Linked DNA regions of Oryzias latipes: region 2 is linked to region 1. Evidence: chromatin contacts called from public Hi-C data. All regions are on one chromosome and are shown on one strand. The core of a region is the stretch at or near the end of the contact, and the rest is flanking DNA. Distances in the headings are between cores, read along the strand shown. Region 1 overlaps LOC101169180 (nucleolar protein 4-like). Region 2 overlaps LOC101169180 (nucleolar protein 4-like).

Region 1 (7,843 bases), core at 3,341-5,840:
CTCTGGGGACCCCGTGGCGGTCCTGCTGGCCCTGGCCAGGGTGGCGGATGTGATCACCCGGGGGCTGTTGTTCTCTGCCTGCTGCCATGTGGCGTTGGGGGCTTATGGCTGCCACGGCTGCTACGGCGGGGGTCTTGGTGTGGGGATGGCTGGGCGTTCTCCCTCCTTTTCACATTCCATCATCTATTTTATAAGAACATAAACACTCACTTAAGCACAGGTGTTAGCTCACTATTGCACTAATATTTTTTGTGATTGAATGAAATATTTCCCACTAGTTGGTTTGAAGGCATAAGTGTGCGTGTGTGAACACTATCTGTATTGTGTACATGTTGACATGTGGACATTTTTGCAACTAACAGGTGTGTTTATAACATTTGAGTGTATGTGGACAAGCCAGGGATATAGATTTGTACTATATCTGAACCTCGCCCAAATGATAAACAACCAGTAAACTTGTTGCTTTATGCTGCCTCATGGCTTAACCCCTCCCCCCTTATAATCACCCTCCTATCCCCCCTCTCAAACGTCCCTCTCTCTTCTTTTCCTTTTCCGTCCGGTCCAACACAAAAGATTTTCAAATACTATTAAAATGAATAAAGTTTGGCCTCGATTACAAAAGGTGTTTATTCAGACATACCTCTGGTTTGTCAGAAAATTCAGAACCCCTGTTGTTAAAGTAAAATATGTCCAACACAAGAGGCCTTCAGCTCTCACCTGTTTGCCCAGCTGTTGGACAGGACAAGTTAAAAAAAAGTGTTGATACATTTTCTTAATCTTAAGGCTGACATTTTCGTTAAATAGGTATCAGAAATTCTTTGCAAATGAGTCATGGACATTCAGGCCTAAACTTGTAAAGAAATCTCTCTTGGGGAGGAAAAAGAAACATTATTGTTAGTATTTTTTAGTTTCAGCAGAAAGACGTTTAGTTTTTCCTCGTTTTAGAATCCTGAGAATCAGAGGACACGTGTGGAAAATTCCACACAAGCAAACCTGGACGTCAAATTTTTTCACATTTTAGGTAGTAAAGTTTTTCCCTTCGGGCAAACTTTAGAAAAGTAAAAAAGTGTCATTTTGTGCCAAAACCACTGTCATCCTTTGACTTAGTTCATATGAAACCAGGAAGAGATGTGCCAGAATTAATGCAGTGCAGTGTGGGAAGAAACAGGCATTTCATCTTTTGCTGATTTTGTAGGTTTGCCCACCTAAAAAGAAACTGTCTGGGTGTCATCCTGAAGGTGTGTTCAATTGAAAAGTGAAAAGGATTGTGTTTAAAAAATGATCTAGTTTTTCACATTTTTATGCAACCTTTTTGTTCAACCCATGGAATAAAAGCTGAAAGTCTGCACTTCAATGGCATCTGAGTGGTTTTATTTCAAATTCACTGTGGTAATGTACATAAACTAAATTAGAAAGAATGTTTATCTGTCCAAATATTTCTGGTCCTGACTGTATTTCCCTTATCAAAATACAAATAAATGTCTAAAAATTCTTGATTTTACCTTTCACTTTTCAATCAAACACACCTTCAGGATGACACTCAGACAGTTTCTTGTTAAGTGGGCAAACCTACAAAATCAGCAAGAGATGAAATGCCTGTTTCTTCCCACACTGCCCTGCATTAATACTGGCACATCTCTTCCTGTTTTCATATGAACTAAGTCAAAGGATGACAGTGGTTTTGGCACAAAACGACACTTTCTTACTTTAGATATTGTAGATATTTGAACCCTCTTGGCATTCAGACTAAACTCTTAACATCACAGAGGTCAGATGTTTCTTGTATCTCACGATCAGGTTTCTGCACATATAAGGAGGAATTCTGGTCCACTCTTCAAATGGTTTCTAAATCATTCAGACTCTGAGCGTCAGCCTTCTGCCCAGGTTTTCTATAGGATTGAGGTCCGGAGTCTGGCTGGACTGCTCCACGATCACGATAGGATTCTTGCGCCATCCCTTGGTTGTCTGGCCTAATGGAAACTCCACCAGGTCAGATCTGGTTTGGAGCCCCCGACCTAAAACATGGATTGTTGGTCATGTTGCATCAGCAGTTGTCACCTCAACCCTCCAGCTTCTTGCTGATGGTTCTGTAGTCCATTCTGCTCTAGTTCAGGTTAACAATCTTCTCCCTGAAATCCGCTCACACCTCTTTAGTCTTTCCCATGCTGGACAGTCTGGACTCTGATGGACTGATCCTGTGGACAGGTGTCTTTTCTCCAGGTGATTAGTTCAAACAGCAGGTTGATTAGGAGAGTCTACCCGTCTATCTGTGTGAAGCAGAACTCTGAATGGTTACTAGGGGATCAAATACATGAATACAAATTATTTATTGTGGATTTCTTGTTTTTTTTAAAAAAGATTTTATCTCTTGCCGTTCAACTGAACCAACCGTCAATTTTCTTTTAAAGTGGGCAAACCTATAAAATCTGTACCTGCTGAATAATGGGGAGAGGCCGGGTTGATAGATAGCACACAGTTTTATTAGTATATTTAGCTTTGTGATGTACAGCTGGGGGGGGGGGGGGGGGGACAAAAAATGAGAACAAACATAAATATTCACAATTTCTGTTTCACTGTTAAGCCCAGACACACGATGGCTTCTGCGGTGAGATCATACAAAACTAAGCTGCGCCGCTGCGTCTTTGAGTTTCTTGTCACAGAGCGGAGTCACGGCTGGACGAAGCAAACACAAACGCTCAACTAACAAAACAAAAAAAACAAAGCTTTTTCCTCAGTCTTCTGGCATATATTAACGTTTTCCTAAAGGAGGACGCACAGAACTAGACGATAAAAAAATATTCACAGTAAAGATCTGAATGAATCAATAAATAGAAAAACAAAGAACGCGGTTTCAAAGAGGGGGAACGGGGAACTTTACTTGGATCTGATTTTACAAAAGTGGCGTCCCTTTTTCCTGAGCTAAACATTTGTCATCTGCGCTTTAATGTTTGCTAAATATACTAACAGACGGAGAGCCTGCAGGCTCCGCAATGGCTTATCATTCACTGAGGACTCCTCTCCACTGGTGGAGGGCCTGCGCCCCACTGTCATTTACCGGGCTGTGCAGTGGTTCCGAAATCCCGGGTTAGCTCCCACTGGGTCACATAGACCCGCTGCCCTCCCCCCTACAGACTGTCTGGGGACAGGAATGCCCTACTGACCCCAACCTCAGCTGGGCGACAGTCCCTTTGCTGAGGAAACATCTTCGCTGCAGCAAACTGATTGATGGCTGCCAGCCGGTTGTATAAAAACCTCAACTGCAGCTGAGGCAGTGCAGTCAAAGAAACCCCCACCTGCACAGACAGGTGTTAGCGCGGAAACCACATGGGGGAGCGCAGTTCCGGGCCCTTCAGATCCCCAGGAGGAGGCAGGTGACGCGAGAACACGGGTGGAGCGGAAAAGAAACCAGTGGAAATGCAAAAATCTGTACATGTAAACATCACATTTCCAGCGAGTCGGATCCTGATGAAAGCACAGAACTCCAGAACCAAGTCCAGTCAAGTCTCACTCTCAGAACTGTAAATAAACCGGCCAAACTGACAGAACCTCAGCTCGGCAGACCAAAAGAAGAAGAACCTGACCGGCACCAAGCTGATCCACACAGCTTAAGACAGGAAAAAAGGTCAGGATTATCAATAAGAAGGAGCTTCTCACCTGAGGTCACAAGAAAAGGTGGGATTGAAGGAACAATTCACCATTTATAGACACTTTTCTTGCTCTGAAGTCCAAGACTGCAGATTCTGCAGAACTTCACAGTCCTGCAGGTTTTTGAAACCATTTTCCTCCTCAGACCTCTACTGGCTCATCTGGAAAAGAGGTTTCCTGAGAGTTTCTTCACACCGTTTGTTTGTCACCCTGACCTCTGAGCCTGTGAAGAAACCCCACCTCTGATCTCACTGTTCCGCTGTCAGAGTCAGGTCCAAGAACAGCTGCTGGAAGATGGGCGGTCAGGAATGTGAACACGTGGACTCCAGTGATGACACCGTTGGCTCATGAAGTTCAAAATCAAATTATTGTAGTCCCCATCAAAAGGAAGTTGATGCAAATGAGCAGAAGTGTGTGGGCAGTTAGTCAGGCTAGTGAAGGAGTTGCTAATGCAGGTAGAGGAGCTGTGATTATGACAGACGCGTGCTGCATCTGACCTTTCACCCCACTACAGATTGTCTTTTGCTGTTGTTTGCCCTGTTGGGTTGCTCTGCCGTGTCTCTTTGTGGTGTGCAGCTCTGCGGCTGCTGGAGCTCAACTGTGTCGGCTCCAGAAGTGGAAACGGTCCCAAGGTTTCATTCAGCTCCTGACAGGTTTCTATGGCTTCAAAAGCTGTAAAGACCCAAAGCTCTGCTTGCGTGGTTGGTGGGGGTTGGTTCACGCTACAGCACAGTTCATGAGCTCGGAGGAAAGGGATTCATCTGCAGCCGAACAAACAAGAACCGAAACTTTGACAGATCAAACGGGTAAGAGCCGGCAGGAGTCTGCAGCCGCTCCATGAGGGACGGACAGCAAAAGGCATGTGGGGCCTCCCCAGTGTCGCGTGTGCAGCAAACAGAGTCCACTGGCCGGTCGATGTAGACTCTCTGCCAAAACCCGCTCAGCTCTTCTAAAACACACAGAGGCGCGAGAGTCCAGGTCAGCTCACAGACGCAGGCCGCTGACTCAGCATAAAGAAGCGACTCAGAGAGACAGCAGCAGAGCTGAACGCGTCTGCGAGATAAGATTCACACGGAAGGACGTCACTGTGGAGCTGCAGCAGAAGACGCCCTTCATGTCTGACGCTCACGCTCCAAGGGCTCAGACTTTCCTTTGAGTCGACGCCTGTGGTCAGGATCAACAAGAGAAACATCAGAGAACGATGCATTTACGCCACACAAACTCCAAAAACATTCATCCGGATTTTACTGAAGAAGCCCAGATGAAAGACTTGTTGTGGAAAGAAAATGAACTCAAAGTCCTGCTAACAGGATGCTAAAGAACTAAAAATAAGTGAAAAAAACGCAAAACACTCAAGTCTAAAGAAAGTCTGAGTCCTTGGAGGAAAACTTTAGAAACCAAACACTGGAGCCTTCTGGTCCTGACAAGATGGAGCGGAGCGTTACACCAAGAGTGCACCCCCCCCTCCATGGACTATCCCAAAGATGAAAGCATCGGAAAAATTCCAAAAAAAGGACAAAGGCGATGCTGAGATGCACTGAGAACAGAAACAGAGCTCCATGGAGCAAGACAGAGACTCGAGCTGCTGCAGAGGCCACAGAGCGCGCTCACTTAGCCCACACTGGGGGAGCCGGGGGGGCCACTGTAGTCTGGTAATACAGCGTGCTGCAAGAAACAACCAGCTTTGTTGAGGTTTCCGGTCTATGGCAGAAGGTCCGCTTTTTCAATAGTAGCAGCAACATGAAAGTTCATTAGATTCATCATAGCTATAAGTACAGGAACAATATAAATAATGGCCGTTCAAATTTAACCAACAAACACAGAAAGACGAGGGACGGAGATTAGGTCCACACAAAAGATCTGAGGGGAGAAGGTCCAACCCAAACCCAGACGCCAAGGTCCTGCTGGACCAACACCCACCTTTGTAAAAAGAAGAGATGGGAAGAAAAACTCCCAGACACTTGAAAAACAGCCCTCCATTCCCACACACACACACACACACACTCACACACACTCGCACACATTTTCTCCCCCAAACACTCGCACCACCTTCTGCTCTGATTCTTCAAGTTTTCAAGATGGACTGGATATTTACAGCAGCACAAACCGCACAAACAGAGCAGCTGACAGTCTCCACATCAGCGTCCCAGCCGGACCCCCCACCAGGTCTGCAGGCCGCGATGACATCACACAAAGGTAAACTGGCTTTTGGAGGGAATGCTGGGACGAGCACAGACGGGGTTGGCAGGTCGGATTTGAGGTAATTCCTGGCGGTCACCATGGCGTTTTGGATGCATAAGTAGCGAGTTGCTCTTTGGGTGAAAGGAGTGAGGATCAGGAGGTTCCAGGTGAGCCTTCAGGTGAGGGGAAGGTGCTGAAAGACACAAAGAGCTTATGTACAGGCAAGCACAAAATGGTTTCTCTCCTTTTGCTAAATCAAACGTCTTTCGCTTCCTTTAAATCAAAGTCCGTACTAAGTGCCATCTTTCCAAAGGCCCGCCTACTTCTCTTGGTCGTGGCCAGAAGTCAGAAAAGAACGAAAAATTCAAAATAAAGTGTCTTTTCTTCTTTAAAGAAGTGGTTGAGAGAGTTCCCGTGTCAGTTCCTAATCTGTGATGACCATTCGGACACCTGTCAGTCTCCAGACGCTCAGTCTCCTCTTCCACACTCTGCTGCACTCCTCATCCTCCTCATCCTCCTCTCTGTCAGCTGCATCGAGGTTTGAGAGGAGCGGCTCCTGAAAGCTTTGATCTTTTCCTAAAGCGAGAAGGCTGTGTGAGTCTGCGTAGGTGTGTTAAAGGGGGCGGGGCCATTCCGCGTCAGTTCTGCTGCAGGATGAGGTTCTCCAGCTCATCAGCAGAGCGAAGCAGGAAGGCGGCAGACTCCCGGTATCCTGCGATCAGCTGCCTCACGGCTGTGATCTCTGGCTGGCTGAGCTGGGTCGAAGCTCCACCCCCTCCGCTGCCACGCCCACCCAGACTGTTGGTGGTGGAGGAAGGGGAGTTACTGATGTTGGCGGAGGAGAGGGACTTCATGCTGAGGTCTGTGGGACCTGGAGACAGAGAAAAGGCAGAATGAAGGAAAAGAGAAACACAGAAAGTGTACGATTTCCAAGATAGTTTCAGATTGTAACCAGAGGCAGGTGGAGTTTCTAAAACCTCAAGTAAAGATGTACCTTAAAATATTATTACTCAAGTAGACATAAAAAGTATGAACAGTTTCTGTGAATAAGAGTAAAAAAATGTTCAAAACTGTTCAAGTAGAGTAACAGTTAAACCTTTGAACAGCAGAGCTTTAGCTCCAGTGTTTACGTCCTTTCGACTAACGTTACTGTTTAACCCTTGTGCTACCTTAGATGACCCCACCCTTACATTGACGTGTTCTCCCTACCATGACAAAGGTGGATAAAGGTGGAAAGATTTCATGTAATCCATGGACACCAGTGAAGATCACAAATCATTGAAGAAAAAAGGTTCAGAGCTCTGTCTAGTGGGTCTAGATGACCCAACTCCCAACGTTAAAGTGCCTAGGATAGCACAAAGGCTACGCAATGAACAGCAGATATCCAACTCTTTCCGGTAGTGAAGTGTTCATGGGATCAACATCCATCAGCTGATTCTGTCGTAGACAAAAGCAGCTTTGCACTGATACGCAACGCTGTTCTTTGTAATGTGTTGCATGTTGGTGCAAATCCCAAATGAAAAGCTGCTTTTCTCCACATCACATTCAGCTGGTTGGTGCTGACCGCGTGAACGGTCAAACAGTTGAGTGTGTGCTAGATTTGTTGTAATTAAATCCTTCTGTATTTTCAAATGTTATAAATATGTATATTATTTTCATGAAAAAGTAACTTGTCCTATATTTACAATGAATTTGGATGTAAAATCAAACTAGAATTTAGCTTTATTCTAACCTAAAATGCTCATTTTTAATATCCAATAGTTAACCTTGCTTAGTAAAAATATTACACCAGATATTACACCAATATTAAATGACCATGGTATAAGCGGGTTAATGGCCTTCGAAGTGTGCGGTTACTACTTTTTAACGCACTTCGCGGAAGCAACCGTCCTCCGCTTCGTGTCGGACGGTTCAGGCTTCCACGGCGTGCGTTAAAAAGTAGTAACCGCACACTTCGTCGGCCATTAACCCTTACATAATGTTCATTCCTCACATAAACAATCCCAAAAACCATCTC
Region 2 (7,843 bases), core at 2,973-5,472, 70 kb after region 1:
TACGGTGAGGCTTTGTTCTGCCATTGTGGTCCTCGCCTCTGGAACAGCCTGCAGGAGAACCTCAGGGCCGCAGAGTCTATAGAGGTTTTCAAAAAGAGGCTGAAAACCCACCTTTTTAATTTAGCTTTTAGACAATCCTATCTGGTTATTTATTTAAAATATATATATATATATATATATATATATATACATATATATATATGCCCTTGCTGGGGTGGTTGGGGTCCAGCATCGCAGCCTCACAGCTGTGGAGGGGACACTGTTGCTGTCATGGTGTGGGGGGGCTGTAGTGATGTTCTGTGGCTGAGCTTCTCCTGGTATAAGAGATTATTATATTGTTCCCTTGCAGCTGAGCCAAGCCTCATGTCTTTTATACTTCCAGATTTGTGTGCCTGTATGCATTGTGTGGGGCCGTGGGGGTGTATGAGTGTGAATTGTAAAGCGCTTTTTATAAATAAAGTTTGAGTGATTTTTTTTTATTAATCCAGGTTTTTTCTAAAAAAAAAATACTAAGAAACTTTATTGTCTTTCTACCTGTCCTCCATCATCATAAAAATTCCATAAGAACCTTTTCATTGGAGTGCAATCTGAACTGAAATGAACACCTTCTGACCAAAACAAACGGAGGTGGGTCTAGAATAACCCTTGTGCTATCCTAGGCTCTTTACCATTGGGAGTTGGGTCATCTAGACCCACTAGACAGTGCGCTGAACCTTTTTTCTTCAATGATTTGTGATCTTCACTGGTGTCCATGGATTACATGAAATCTTTCCACCTTTATCCTCCTTTGTCATGGTAGGAAGAACACTTCAATGTAAGGGGGGGTCATCTAAGACAGCACAAGGGATAAGGTGATCTGGACAGAGCACTCCCAAGATGCACCGGCCACCAGAGGCTCCAGAAATAGAAGGGAGCCAGCCCAATCAGGGGAGACGACGAGGATGAAGACAAAAGGGGATTAGCAGACAGGCTGTCGCTCCTTCTCTGGTCTGCTTACATGAACAAGCGGCGGTCAAAAACGGAAGGTATCCCACGGCAAAGAGGAGAGCATAAGCAGCTCCTGGCAGGAGGATTTATCCTGGGAGAGCCCCCCCCCCCTCAGCAGAAAGCCGACTGTGAGGAGGAGCATCACAGAAAATCAGTGGCCACCTTTTACCCTTTGGGTGCCACACAATGTCAGTTTCCACCAACTATTCAAAATAACTGAGAGGGTGAAGTGTTAAGAGTGTTCCGTCTAATGAGCTGACCTCTTCTTTGTCTGACCCAAAAATGCGTATGCTTCCCACGAAAGAGCTGAGTGAGTCGTTTCACCTTGAACTGTGGGGAGGGGAGCCGCTCTGACCTGGCGCGAGAAACCCTCTACCGTCTCTTTCACTTCTTCACTGCATCATTTCTCTGCAGTATTTGCAGAGATGATCACGATTCATCTGACCGCATTCATATAAAGCAGATTTAACCAGAAACTCCAAAGAATAACCAAACAAAAAGTAGAAAGAAAGAAAATAGCCTTCCTTCCCCATTTCTTTGGATGTGTTGCTATGGTAACGCATCCTGTGTACAGCATCAAGGGCACTGGAAGCGGATCGGTGTGGCCCTTAGTGAGGCTTTCTGTCAGCGAAAGCTCGGTTCAAGCCTCCACAGCTGCCACATGGCTCTTGAGCAAGGCCCTGAGCGTGAACCCTGAGCTACAGCAGAGGACCACAGGCTGCCAAAACAAAACATCAAGTCACATTTTCTGGGATGTGAAAGAAAATGTTACTTCTTTGCCTTCAGGTTTTGAAAAAACACTGTAAGAAAACAAATATTTGTTTCAGTTTTTTCTGTGTTTTCTATTCTGGTTGTTTTCAGATGTGTGAAACTTTGCTTCAAATTCTGACAGGAACACAAACAGAGGGTTAAGGATCAAATGTTTTTACAACAAAAATGCATTGAGACTCAAAAGCCTCGGCTTCTTTTTCATTATTTTGGATATAATCTATGAGGTCAAATCAGGATCAGCTTAAAGTGAATGAAATACTAGTTTGCCATTTTAAGAAAATATTTGAAAACAGTTTTAAACTAGAAAGAAATACTTAAAATGTGAAAAAATGTAAGTCAGGGGAAAAAAAGTTGAGTTAAATAATGTGGCGTGGAGAAGCGATAACGCTTTTCCAAAGTTTGGTACATCAGAGGAGGGGCGACACAGCAGCGCCAACAACAGACGCTGTGTTGGAGCGTGACCATAACCTCTGTCACAAAGCCCCGCCCCCACCTGAAGTTAAGGGGAGTGCTGAAAACATCAATTCTGGATTAAAACTAAACATGAAAGTGAGGAAGAAGAGAAATGAAAAACCAAAATACAGAACAGAAGCTGTTAGAAGCATTCATTATTTGGTAACAGTTTTTTTTCCTTTAATTCAGATTTTTAGTTTTTCTTCGAATTTAAAATCTACGCCCAATTTTTAAAGCATTTTTTTTCATATTTCCTTTTGGATTACAATGTGTATTTTGAGTTTAAACCTTTTTTAATTTTCAGGTTTTTTTTTATTACTAATGTCTATTTTTTACATTTGCAGTCTGGTTTTTCATCCACTTTAAACTGATCCTGATTTGACCCCATAGAAATGTTTATGTCTTGTGCTTCTGTTGAAAAAGGAAAGTCACCTCTCGTTTGTGTTTCCTGTTGTTTTAATTGAGTTAAAGTTTGTAAAACAGTCTTTAATCCAAAAAATAAAGAAACAGGACCAGAGCAGTAAATAAGTAAAATGGATGGACCTTTTCCCACTAGAAGTGATCTGAAGTGATTTGGGGGATTTTTCGGCCTGTGATGTTTGGGTTTTTGTTGAAGGTGGGTCCTTAGTTCCAAACATGGAAGACATCTGGATGATTCACCTGTTTATGCCTGGAAGTGGAAGCGCCTACAAATTGTGGGATTTCTATGCCTGCAGGTTGCTGCGGTACCTCTGGTCAAAACCAGTTTGTGTAACATTGATTGTCTAAAGCTGGAACACATGTCAACACATCCTGTTTGACTAGAGACACTTTAGCCAGACCGTATCCACATGAGCCAGAGGAGGAACCTGGCTGAATGTGCCAGAAAACGTTTTTTAAAATGTCTCCGCACCGCGTCTGCATCCAAACAGCAGCGCGGGTCCAGCGCGCAGAGCGCAGCGCGCAGCCCTGCTCCACGCGGCTGCGGGAGCGGCCAGCTTCAACGCCGCAGGTCATCCTGCTGGAGGCCGGAGCTCCAATCTGCGGGGCTGCGTGCGCACATTCCGCAGCAGCCACCCATCAGCACGCACGCCGCGCGTGCGCCCGTCAATTAAGCTGTGACATGCGCGCACGCGACCACACTGGCCTTCTGCCACCCATAACGAGCAGTAGAGACCCGCAGGACGCGGCACCGCTGGAGCCACGCGCGCCCGGACGGTGCGCGTGCGCAAGTGCAGCAACACAATTCGATGTGATCCAACAAGAGAGTCGACAGCCACGAGCCAAAGTTCCCGTGCGCGCCCCATCCCCTCCTCCTCCTCCTCCTCCTCCCCGCTGAGGAGAGCAAGGTGGAAAACACTGATGCAGGAAGGATGGACGCACGCGGACGGACGCCTCCTTACCTTCAGTCGCGCCTGATCACAACCATGAACGTCCGCCGCCTCGCGCTCCACCGTCCCCCGCGCTATTCACTCGTCCGCCCCGGTTTCCCCGGTTTCTTTATTCTGAAGGGCAGACCCCGCTGCTGCATGAAGGCAGGAGTGAGATCACGCAGCGGGACCTCAAGACTCCGAGCCAGCCGGTGGGCGGGGCCACGACTGCTGACATCACAGGCCGCGAGCGAGGCGGACAGGGAGAGAGGGAGCAGGGCTCATCACTGTGGGTCCAGGCTGGACAAATCCACGGAAAACAATGAGATCCACGAGGCGAGTCTGAGGAGGACGCGGGTCCGTGAGCAGCTTCTGCCTGCTGGACCCTCTGAGCTCATCAGAGACACCAGAGCACAGACAGAATGGGGAGAAATGGGTTTCAGGAAGGGGACAGAAAACCCTTTTAGGGATTTGTGCTGAAAAATATCCCCTCCCCAAATTTACCTCCTTTTCCTCAGTTCAGTGGTGATGTCGGGTTTTCTGTGGAAGCGTCACAGGCACCCGAAAACACCTCAGGTGTCATTCCAGTAACACACTGACCTTTACTCTCCCTCCCCAAAGACAGACACACAACCAACACACATATTCCAGAAGCTTTAGTGTCTCAATGTGTGTGCGTGTGAGCAGTACTATACGAAACAAACCTGCCATCTATAGGCAGAGGGCGAGAGGCGTCAGGCAACATGACGAAAGGCTGATTTCACTGAAAAGCTGCTCTCTGACTGCTGCCAAAGCCTACAGCCTGCAGTCTTCCTCCTCATCTCATCTGTGGATACAGTCTGCAAAAAGGTGCAGTTCAGACTCACAATCCTGCACTAACCCTACTGTTCTGGTGGTTCATGTCACATGAGTGGATTAAAGAGCACATGGCTCTTTGTTCTGGTGTAATGTTCACTGAGAGTCATTTTCAGTGCAGGTTTGATGCCAGCTCCATAGGAAAAAAAGAATGAAATGCAGAGAGGATCCTCCAAAGATGCACGGATGAGGCTGACTGGCAGAGCACAGGGGAATTACCCCTCCTCTCCTGATTCTGGCTGTTTCTTTATCATTAGACAGTGCTCGACCCAGGAGTAGGGCAGATGGTCAGAGGATGAGGGGCGCTAAAGGTCATGCCCCTGGTGAAAACACCCACCCACACCGCTTTAAACTAAGACGGGATTAACAAGCACTTTATTTGTGACAGCAAAAACTTCATAGCCAACACATGCGGTGTTCTTCACAGGAAGTCTGTGTGACCTCCGCTGCAAACATTTGGCTGTTTCTGTGTTGGTTTTTAATCAGCTTAAACCAATTTTATGACTGGAATCAGAATGAACACGTCATCCATGTTTTTGAAAGCTTGTCGTGGCTTTTCAGCGTCAGACCTGTACCTGGATGCAGGTATTTTATGTGCTCTGAATCTTTAAAGTAATGATAATAGTTTTTTTAAAGCCCCAATCCAATAAAAATTGTGTTTTGAGTGTTTTTGACCAGTTCTTGAGGTATTTTTCTGTTAAAGGACATTTATAAAGCAAATTCAGAATAAAATTGTATTTCTAAGTATTTATTTAATCCTTGTAAATCAGGAGCAGAATGCCGAAAATGAAAATGCAGTGTACAGAAAAATGCAGTTTGAGATAGCTTGTAGTTGTTACACAACAAACTACAATCAGCAGGTTACAAGCTCCCTGCTCTGCTCCATTCTGATCATCCACCTGCAGACAAAAAGATCCATGAACGTCTTTGTTTTCCTCTGAGCTGGAATCTGGATCAGAACTGTACGTCTGAATAGATCTGATGTTGCTGCCATTTTTGTTGCACGGCTAATGTCAGGTTGGGGTTGTGAGGGGCTGTAAACTAGGCAGAGAGCATGTAAACAAATGGATTATGGGAATTAAGCAGGGGCAAACTGCTGCACCAACAGTCCTGCCTACAACTCAGAGCGGAATTTCTAATCAACTTTGCCGCTCTGCAGAAAGGATGTCCTAAAGAACAACACAGATTTTTCGTATGTGGGCTAAAAATGACATGATCATTATTAAAAGAGCACTGGGAACACTGTGACAAAAGATCAAAAGATGATTGAGTAGAACTTTAATGCATGATCTCCAACCCCAAAGCAGTTGAAGACTGTTAGGCCTCCAGAGGAAAAAAAAACACAACCTACAACCTACGTTTTACTTCTAATCTGCTTCCAATGGAGGTTTTATTTAAGAAAATTACTGGATTATCTATGCCACATCCGACTCATTCTAGAGGCAAGTGAAGTCAGAAATACACCTACTACTGTCTTAAAGCGACTGCAAACTAAAAGGTTTTTTTAGAAGGTTTCTGTTGGCAGATAAGATTGATGGTCGGAAGATGCTGAGATTGGCTTCTGATGTTTTTCAGCTTCCACTTTGACAGTTATGGGTTAAGAGAAAAGCTATAAGACATCTTAATGGTTCCTACTGGAGATCTAGCGTACAAATAAAGTTTAAACCAGCTGCAGATATTTTAATGAAGGCTTTTTAAGAAGATAAACATTTCTTTTTTTTTTTTGACCGTTTTTCCCTTGCCAGAGCCTATCCCGGCCACTTGTGGGCGAAGGCAGGGGACAGCCTGGACAGGTCGCCAGTCTGTCGCAGGGTAGAATGTCCACAAACACACACCCATTCACTCTCACAGTTACACCTATGGTCAATTTAGAGTTGCTAATTAACCTATGAAGCATGTTTTTGGGACGGTGGGAGGAAGTCGGAGATCCCGGAGAAAACCCACGCATGCACGGGGAGAACATGCAAACTCCACACAGAAAGGTCCCCCATTGATGTTGTGTTTTTCATGTCCCCCAGCCGGGACTTGAACCGGGGGCCTTCTTGCTGTGAGGTAAGAGCGCTAACCACTGCGCCACCGTGCAGCCACGAAGATAAACTTTACCCTCAAAAAAAAAAAAAAAAAAAGGCCTTAAACCGGTGCGTGACCCCAAAAACGGTTTGTAAGAGGTCACTGGTGTTAGCGTGAGCATGATGTGAGCCAACTTGATGAGCTCACATCATGATTTAAAAACAAAGAGACATCGTGAGGAGAGAAGAAGGTACGCTGTTATGTTTAACAGGAAACCTCTTTTTTTGAAACTACTGGAGCACCAGACCCACACTCCAGACCTAGACTATCACACACAGCGGAGCCTGTAGCTTAGTGAATCTGTGTGTTATCTCACGTGAAGACAGAACTGATCGTTTCTGAATCCACTGAACCATCTGTGAGCACAGTGACTGAGCACAGTGACACATTTTGGCAAATTTCCTCTTTCTTCATTTACAGTCTTCCATCGCAAAAGGCTCTATGCTTATTAACATGGGACCATTTAGCTTTGACAGCATGAAGGAGCAGAAACATAAGGCTTCTGCGCAGAGCAGCTACCGCTGACACAGCAAATACAGGAGTAAGGATCGTTTAAAATCATATTTTCATTTGCTCCAAATGTCAGAGGTCTTCTCTGAATCTACTCAACAAAAAACATTGCCAGAATCAGAATTCAGTCATCAAAGACTATACTCAGAGATCGATGTAACTAACAGCTTTTGTAACGTAATGCCTCTTCAGAGATAGTTTGGTGAAATTGTAATGTTTTTGTCCCTGCTGCAGAAAACACAAGACTGCTGGTCTATTCGTTCTGAGACTCATGGTTGTCATGATTTGCAGATGTAACTTCAGTAGATGCAATCAAACGCATGTTATTTACAATAAAAAACAATAACTGAATCTCCTCTTTATTTCACCTCATTTTTATTTCACCCCAAGGTCAGATCGTTTCCGCCCTTATGTGTAATTTGATATTTGAATGGAAAGATTTCCAGCCTCATGCAACCAAACAGGGGTGACAATCTTCCAGTTCAAACCTGGTAAGGCTAACAATGTTAAAGTGTTACAATAACAACAGGTCAAAGGCTTGTGTGTATGCTGTTTTTAACCCACTAAGATGGAGATGTCTCTGACATACTGTAACTATTTAACCATTTATACAATCAACAGGAATCTGCTGATTCTGTCGCAGAGAAAAGTGGTTTTTCATACCGGCTTGCACCAATATACAACACATTATCAACGCAAAGGACTGCATAAACCCGCAAAGCACTTCACTGCTGCAGTGTTCCATGTCAGGAAAGGCTGCATTTCCATAACAATTATTTGCTAATAGGCTGCTAGAAATTAGAAGCTGGGGAAAGTATGGTGCACTGGAGTTCTGTCCACTATTTTCA

What was found. Hi-C and Micro-C count contacts between places; a contact is called where the count stands out from the background.
Region 2: a contact with region 1 is called in a Hi-C map of embryo, with 1.8 times the contacts expected there. The contact joins two enhancer-like sites. A contact is called at or near these places in 3 of 5 Hi-C or Micro-C datasets (all in embryo).

Annotation. Positions count from the first base shown.
Region 1 is chr7:29,723,576-29,731,418 of ASM223467v1, forward strand. It overlaps LOC101169180 (nucleolar protein 4-like), which reads right to left. Exons shown (of 11, transcript XM_023957018.1): 11 at 2,459-6,697. The coding sequence ends at 6,465. Among protein-coding and RNA genes, the nearest start is that of LOC101169425, 8.6 kb to the left of the region's middle. Within about 2 kb of position 4,591, at least 4 of the 8 cell types and tissues checked have an H3K27ac peak or open chromatin away from gene starts, as enhancers often do. A contact at or near this core is called in embryo, where this site is marked.
Region 2 is chr7:29,794,374-29,802,216 of ASM223467v1, forward strand. All of the region lies in intron 4 of LOC101169180 (nucleolar protein 4-like), which reads right to left. Among protein-coding and RNA genes, the nearest start is that of LOC111947680, 28 kb to the right of the region's middle. Within about 2 kb of position 4,223, at least 5 of the 8 cell types and tissues checked have an H3K27ac peak or open chromatin away from gene starts, as enhancers often do. A contact at or near this core is called in embryo, where this site is marked.